Linked DNA regions of Mus musculus: region 1 is linked to region 2. The links are chromatin contacts, called in public HiChIP or PLAC-seq maps. All regions are on one chromosome and are shown on one strand. The core of a region is the stretch at or near the end of the contact, and the rest is flanking DNA. Distances in the headings are between cores, read along the strand shown. Region 1 overlaps Akap13 (A kinase (PRKA) anchor protein 13). Region 2 holds the start of Chd2 (chromodomain helicase DNA binding protein 2).

The links. HiChIP or PLAC-seq counts read pairs in DNA pulled down with a chosen protein or histone mark.
Region 1: an H3K27ac HiChIP or PLAC-seq map of embryonic fibroblasts shows a contact between it and region 2, with 11 times the contacts expected there. The contact joins the enhancer-like site here to the promoter of Chd2 in region 2. A contact is called at or near these places in 1 of 484 Hi-C or Micro-C datasets (B cells), 4 of 115 datasets of contacts at active chromatin or transcription factors (astrocytes, bone marrow-derived macrophages, cardiomyocytes and 1 more) and 2 of 9 other capture datasets (adipose tissue and liver).

What each region holds. Positions count from the first base shown.
Region 1 is chr7:75,640,675-75,644,037 of GRCm38.p6, reverse strand. All of the region lies in intron 8 of Akap13 (A kinase (PRKA) anchor protein 13), which reads right to left. Among named protein-coding and RNA genes, the nearest start is that of AU020206, 140 kb to the left of the region's middle. Within about 2 kb of position 1,452, at least 228 of the 459 cell types and tissues checked have an H3K27ac peak or open chromatin away from gene starts, as enhancers often do. A contact at or near this core is called in B cells, adipose tissue, astrocytes and 3 more, where this site is marked.
Region 2 is chr7:73,540,252-73,543,751 of GRCm38.p6, reverse strand. Chd2 (chromodomain helicase DNA binding protein 2) reads left to right here and starts at 2,006. Exons shown (of 39, transcript NM_001081345.2): 1 at 2,006-2,506; 2 at 2,848-2,980. The coding sequence starts at 2,919. It overlaps Chaserr (CHD2 adjacent suppressive regulatory RNA), which reads left to right. Exons shown (of 5, transcript NR_037569.1): 5 at 1-3,500.

The DNA of each region.
Region 1 (3,363 bases), core at 203-2,702, 2.1 Mb before region 2:
AGACAGTACCAACAGAATCCTGACTTCTTGTTTCCCTGGAAAACTAAGACTGAGAGACAGGAGAAGAGCAGATGGATAGGAAAGACCAAAGACCTACACAGACAAAGGGACAAAGAGACGGACAGAAAAGGAAGCTCACAGAGAAAGAGAGGTGGAATTGAGGTGTGGGGATGGGGCAAGCAACAGAAAAACAGAGGCATCTAGCAAAAGGGCAGCTCTGAGAATGAATTCCTCCTTTGTGATTATTTAGATTCTACTTAGAACAAGTAAAATTTTATTTTAGTAATAAGTGCTTTGTTGCAGATTCATTTTCTCTCTCTCTCTCTCTCTCACACACACACACACACACACACACACACACACACACACACACACAGACACAGTCTCTGTTCAGACATGCCTTTAAAGAACTTTAAATCCCCCACCCCCCCACCCCCTTGATCTTCTGTCACTGTTAGCTCAGGCTTTCTCACACTTCATCCTAGTTTAGGAAGGATCAAGACCGGGCAGTAAGGGTACAGAGAGAAGTCTTCCTGAGATGTTGAAACTGTATGAGGTGTGGCCCCTTCTTACCTTCAGCAACACCACATCGACAGTCCTGTCCACCTTGGAGATGTCACACAGGCTATAGCGCCTTTTGTGCCGCTCATACATTTTGTACAGATGCAGAAAAGAAGAGACAAAATGTAGACGGATATCTGCTGAATCCAGGGACCAATGTGCTCACACAGGTCCGAAATTCCAAATTCTCACAGTGGGCGGGAGGAGACTTCTGCTTCCAGATTCCTCTATATAGAAAACTCTCGGGTTAAGGAAAAAAAAAAAAAAAAAAAAAAAGCAGACTCCAAATCTGTGAACTAAGTGGGAACTTTCTGGCAACTTCAGAGCACGGAGACGAGTTTATAATTCATAATAAAAGCAGTCTGCAGTAAGATCGCTGCTGTGCAGATCTTGACTGAAAGAGAAGCACAGATCTTTTCCATCACTGCCGAGAACTCCAGTAGAAAAATTAAGGACGAACTGGCTAAGCATAATGGTTGGCACATGTATGCAGAAAACCCAGAGCCAGTAAGCACTTAGCCACGAAGACAAAGGTTTTTTTTTTTTTTTTTAAAAGGAAGGTGGCTATTTCAAAGTGATGGCACGAGAGAATTCCTTAAAACAACAAAGGCAAGAAACCTATATGGAGGCGGGGGGGGGGGGGGGGAGAAAAAAAATCTGGAGGTATTTTCTAGAGTATCCACTTTTTTAGCCAGTCTCCAGCTCTTCAGCAGCAGGGCTGGATTTTGACTTAAGTTGAAAATATCTAAGGACAGCCAGCCGGCCGAGTACAAGGAAAATAGACCACTCCCCCAGATGTCCTCCCTCCCTCCCTCCCTAGCTGGCTGCCGCTAGCTAGCCAGTCCCTCCCTCCGCAGCCTCCACACCCTTTACCCTGCTCTCTCAAGATCGTCATTACTTGCCCTTTCAGACCTGCACCAGCAGCCTTGGAGGTTTGGAAACCTAATTGCAGTGGTGGGAACATGAATCATCTACAGACTAAGAGAAAAAACAAGGCTTCCTTTTCCAACAGGCTTCCTCCTGCTCCTCCTCCTCCTTACAAGTCCCCAGTGAAAAAGGCTCTGTCAGACACCGCAAGGAACGACCTCAGTCCCTTTGATGCCAGTAGTATGCTAATAAAGAAAGGCGGTGTTATACTAAACACTACTAGTCTGTACTACAGCCTTGGCATTCAGGAAAGACACAGAGACCCTGAATCCAGCCAAGGCGTATACAGCATCTCCCTGCAGAATGCAAAGGAATGATTTAATATCAGAAAAATGTTAGCCAAATATTTCAGAGTTATGTCTCTAGGATGTAGAATTAGCTACAAAAATGTCTGGCAAGGGTTAGAAGTCATCACAAGTTAAGGTTTTGTCTCATCTGGGGTCTGAGAAAGTTCTAAAGAAAGTTAAAGAGATGGCATAGGATGAATGTACGCATGTCTCTTAGGACTCTTGGGACTAAGAAGAGTCACGTGGCTGAGACCGCCTTGCCTGTCACACCTCTCAATCATGGGACTATGTGACTTCATTTGCCTGTTTTCTTGCTTCTCCAGACCTCTCCAGTTGCCAGTCTCCTATGCCTCAGGAGCAGACACAGTCGTTCATTTTTAGACACTGGGGACTGTAATAAACATTGGAGGGGTAAAGAGGAAGAGGAATCAAGGAAGCAAAAAGCAGAAAAGAGAGGTGAAAGAATAGAAAAGGGGGTTAAAACAAAACCCTAAAATAAACCCACAGTGGGCTAGGTACGGACATGCCTTTAATCCCAGCACTATGGAGACAGAGCAGGCAGACCTCTGTGAGTTCGAGGATAGCCTGATCCATGACATGAGTTCCATGACAGACAGGGTTATATAAAGAGACTCTGTGCCAAAAGCAACACCAAACAAGGGAAACAGCATTCTAATGCTTTCCGGGAGAAGCAGTCCTACGTTCTCTCTAAGGGGACAGAGTGCAGCCCCTTACACGGATTTGGAGAATGTGAGTGTACAACCTTAAACACCACAACAGAAAGGAAGTGAAGGGACTAAATACTACAGTTTCTCTCAATAATGCAAGCAAAGTTGGTGAAAGGTGTTTTCTTTTTGAAGCTGTGAAAGGGTAACGAAGGTCTAATGAGTCACCATTTCCTCAGGCCAGGTGTTTAAGGAGGCTAGTCTGCTTAGGAGAAAGCAACGGAGCAAACCCAGGTAAGGTGGCCAGTTCTTCACTTACCCATCTGTCTACCCAAACACCACTGTCTCAGCTCCCTCTAACACAAGCCTCATCCTGATCCCACCACAGGTCCATTAAAAGCATGAAGGTGGACAATGTCCTCTTTCTGGTGCTCTAGAGAGCAAGCCTCGCTCACACCGGCACCGTAGACAGTAAGCACATGATGCTTTTCAGTACAGAGGATGCTAGACACAGTAGACACAAGACAATTGAAGAGATGAAGTTGTAAATAAAATTCTTGCTTAAGCTAACCAAAAAAGCACGGGACTCTGTGCAGGAGCATACAAGAACTTTGATATCATGTGGTTTAAGGGCATAGGTCCAAAGGTCCAGGAGGGGCAGGCTTAAGTGTACAAAAAATCTGGCTGCCTATTATATTTTATGGATCAACTTTCACCAAGCTATAATTTAGAATCCCCTCTTCCCAATGAACACAAAGCTGTCTCCCCTCTGTTCTCAAATGGTTTGCTCCTCACTGCCTCTCCCTTCTGTTCTAATTAGAATCAAATGTTTCCTGCTTGCAAGTTCCCAAGCATCTCTCTAGAGAACCAGAGATGCTCTGGTCACTGTAAAGTCTTTCTGTACCAACTCGATCAAACTAAAG
Region 2 (3,500 bases), core at 757-3,256:
TTATTTTTTCAGGACAGGGTTTCTCTGTGTATCCTTGGCTGTCCTGCAACTCTGTCTGTAGACCAGCCAGGCCTGGAATTTGCAGTGATCTTCCTGCCTCTGCCTCCTGAGTGCTGGGATTAAAGCTATATACACCCAGTTTGGCTGGCTTTTTATTATAGGGTTTGAATAAATTCCTTTGAGTTTGGGTCATTTCAAAATATCTTGCATTTTAATCATTGGGTAATGGTAACTTTGAATGTGTCAGGAGATTATAGTGAATATATAATATAAAACAAAGTGCTGGTCTCATTTCCTGTATAGTCCAAGACAGTCTCAGTGTCTTTCAATTTTTGTTGATGAAAGTCGTCCTTTGCCATGTGAAATGCTCATCTGAATATTTGAGTTATACTAATTTGTATTGTATTGTCTTATATTAGAGGTGTATTTTTAAAGTCTTTGGGTATACATTAAAGGGCTTACCTAATATGACAGTGTAATTTATTTACATTTGAAAAAAATTCTTGTTTTTCTTGTTTTGTGCAGTTGGGAGTTTAAATGAATTATACCATGCTTTAGATTGGTTACCCATGGTTGAAATCAAATGCCAGATTTTCATTGATTGCTACTTTGGTAATAAATTTGATAAAGCAGTGATGGGGACTTTGTTGACCAAATGACGATTGGTGGTGTTTTTCTCAGTATATAGAACAAAGAATGAAATAGTCTGTTATTAATGTAAACTACCTTAGAATACACATCTGTGGTTAATACAGATGCAGTGTTTGTTCTTTGGATGATGTGAGGTGGTTGATATTTGTAAATTGAAAACTTGAGTTTTTGGATTTTGATGGAAATATGTTTGTAGACTTGAAACTGATTTTTTACATTTTCTTAGATTTAACATAATTACGTTTGGTAGTGAAACTAAAATGAATTCGTTTGCTGGAGTGTCATGGTTTTGACCAGTAGGGTTCAGTAAAGGAATGTTTTTAGTTTTTTCGGCATTTGTATGTGGTTGGTTACTTGTGTGCATGGGAGAGAATACTTTGTTGCATTTGTAATTTTGTTTCTATAGACCTCGTGCTTCCATCTGGAGGGGGTTTGTCTTTGACAGTTGATAATTGGCTGGTAGATGTGGCCTATTTAAGTGGCGGTGATTGATGAAATGTGAGTGTACTTAGAATTCGATTTCAAACATGAGTGAAAGGGTTCTTTTGATTTTGGAGTTGAGGTTGAGTGTTTGATTTAAAGGTGACCAAGGTTGGTGTAATTTCTTGAATTCGAAGTTATTAATTATGCCCAAATATATGTAAGAAGTAAATATGTTTGATGTGTGGCACTTCCAAGATTAATGGTTTACAAAGAAGTTTGTTTCTTCTGGGGGGGAAAATGGTTGTATTAACTTTTGCTCTACTGCAGTTGAACACTAGGGAGGCGCTCTTGAGTTGTAAAAAATTACCCCTTCCTTCCAGTTGAGGTGGAAAATTCCCCCTTAATCTTTAGATGTTTTTAGGCACCATAAAGAAGGCAAGAGTTGATTTAATTTATGGTGTTGAAATGTTGCTTCTATTTACAAGCCATTTTACCCATGGTGGGGTGTTAATTATTTTAAAGATTAGTTCTTAAACTGAGCTTTAGAGTCTCTTGAAATTATCTTTATTTCAAAATGGCTTGATAAAACTCCACTTCCTGTCCAGGGAGGAAGTTATTTTAGCTCAAGGACTGAAATATTTAGCAGATCTTTAGACAAAAGGAACAAATTACATTTCTCTCTGGCTTAAAAAGGGTGCTTGAGCCAGAGGGGGTTAAGAAGCCCTTCCCCCTCCCTCTGATGGAGTGGTCTGGAGGGGCAGGGAGGTGTGGAGTTGGGGGTCTTCTGGCTCTCTTGGATGGAGAATCTGGTTCTTTTTCTTTCTTTCTTTCTTTTTTTTTTTTTTTTGGTGGAGATGAAGGGGTGGGTCTATGGTACATCACCTGAGTTGTGGGGTAAATGTAGAGAGTGTCAATCAAAGGCAGAGCTCTCAGAGCTGGGAAGGAGGCTCTAGATGGCGGCTGTGCCTTAGAGAGAGCGCGCTTTGCTCCCTGCTTCGGTTCACTTTACGCAACTTTCCCTAACTTTCGGGCAGCCTCAGGGGGCCCCCGCAGCCCCCTGCCTCTTCTAGTGACTTACTGGGGTCGATCCGAACCTTTTTTTGGGAGAAAAGCTGCTTTTAGGAGCTTTCTTTTCGTGCCTTGTTGGAAGAAGCTGCCGTATTGAGAGCCCAGGTCGTTGTTTTTTCCAGCTTAGAAGCCATGGCGCACCTCCATTTTTGTGCGCTCTCCTAATGAGGTTTTTTTTTCCCCTTCCGGACCTGTTTTAGTATTAATTATTGCTTTATTTTTTGACAAGTCAACATATTTGAGGATTATTTCATTTACTTTTTGTTTTTTAACGGAGAATTTTGCGTTTTTAAAAATTATTTTGGATCGGATATTTTTCTACTACTAGATAGGACTCTTGCTTTGGACCTACTACATGGATCAGGTAAGTCCATGATAATCAGTGATAATTTTAAAAAAATTAATGTTGAACTTGGCTTTATTTACTGTAAATATGAGAAATTCCTGGATGACGCAATAAGATAGAGAGATTGTTATTTGTATCCAGTGTGTTACTTTTGAGAAACTTTCCTTATTGATAGTGATGCTTCTGTCGTTCAGTTTATCCCCCTCTCATTTTAAAACGGAAAAATAGAAATATTTTGTTTTTCTGGTGTTTATCGTTGTTGCATTACATGAATATCGCTAACATCGTCAGGACTTTGTTCCTGATAATAAAACCATCCGCAGAAGCTGGGACCTCACCTTTCTTTCAACTTTTGACAGTAAATACCTGGGCACAGGACTTCAAAGCAAACACAGATTCCCCCTCCCCCTTAATATTTAAGAATTAAAAGATGATGAGAAATAAGGACAAAAGCCAAGAGGAGGACAGTTCGCTACACAGCAATGCATCGAGGTATGAGCTATCAACTTTCTTTCTTTCTTTCTTTTTTTTTTTTTTTCGGGAAACCTCAGCTTACACTTGTTTACTTTGACAGACATGGATTGCTGTCTGTATTTCAAGAATTTTCTAACTTGGGTTGGTTTTTAAAGCGTGACCTTGAGATTGCTAACATGCCACACCCTGATTTTTTGGTATCAATTTATGAAAGTTGAGTTGTGACTTAAGGCCTCTTACAGCATTCAGAAGGTAATGTACTTTTCTCCGGAGGGGCCTTTCCTAGAAACTGTAGTTTTTCTGTCAGTAAATTTTCAGGTTTTAGGTTTTCATGCTGCAGAAAAATGACCTTGTCTGTTTAGCCATTGCTGCATTGCACCATTTTACATACAAGGCAAATTTTTTTCTTTGAAGAATCTGGGATATTCAAACTTGTAACCGAGGGCCATAGAGCAGCCTGGTAGTAGTAAATTATAGTAAATAGACATTTGAGAAAGTTATATGAATGAAAAAATGTACATTTAAAAACACAATCACA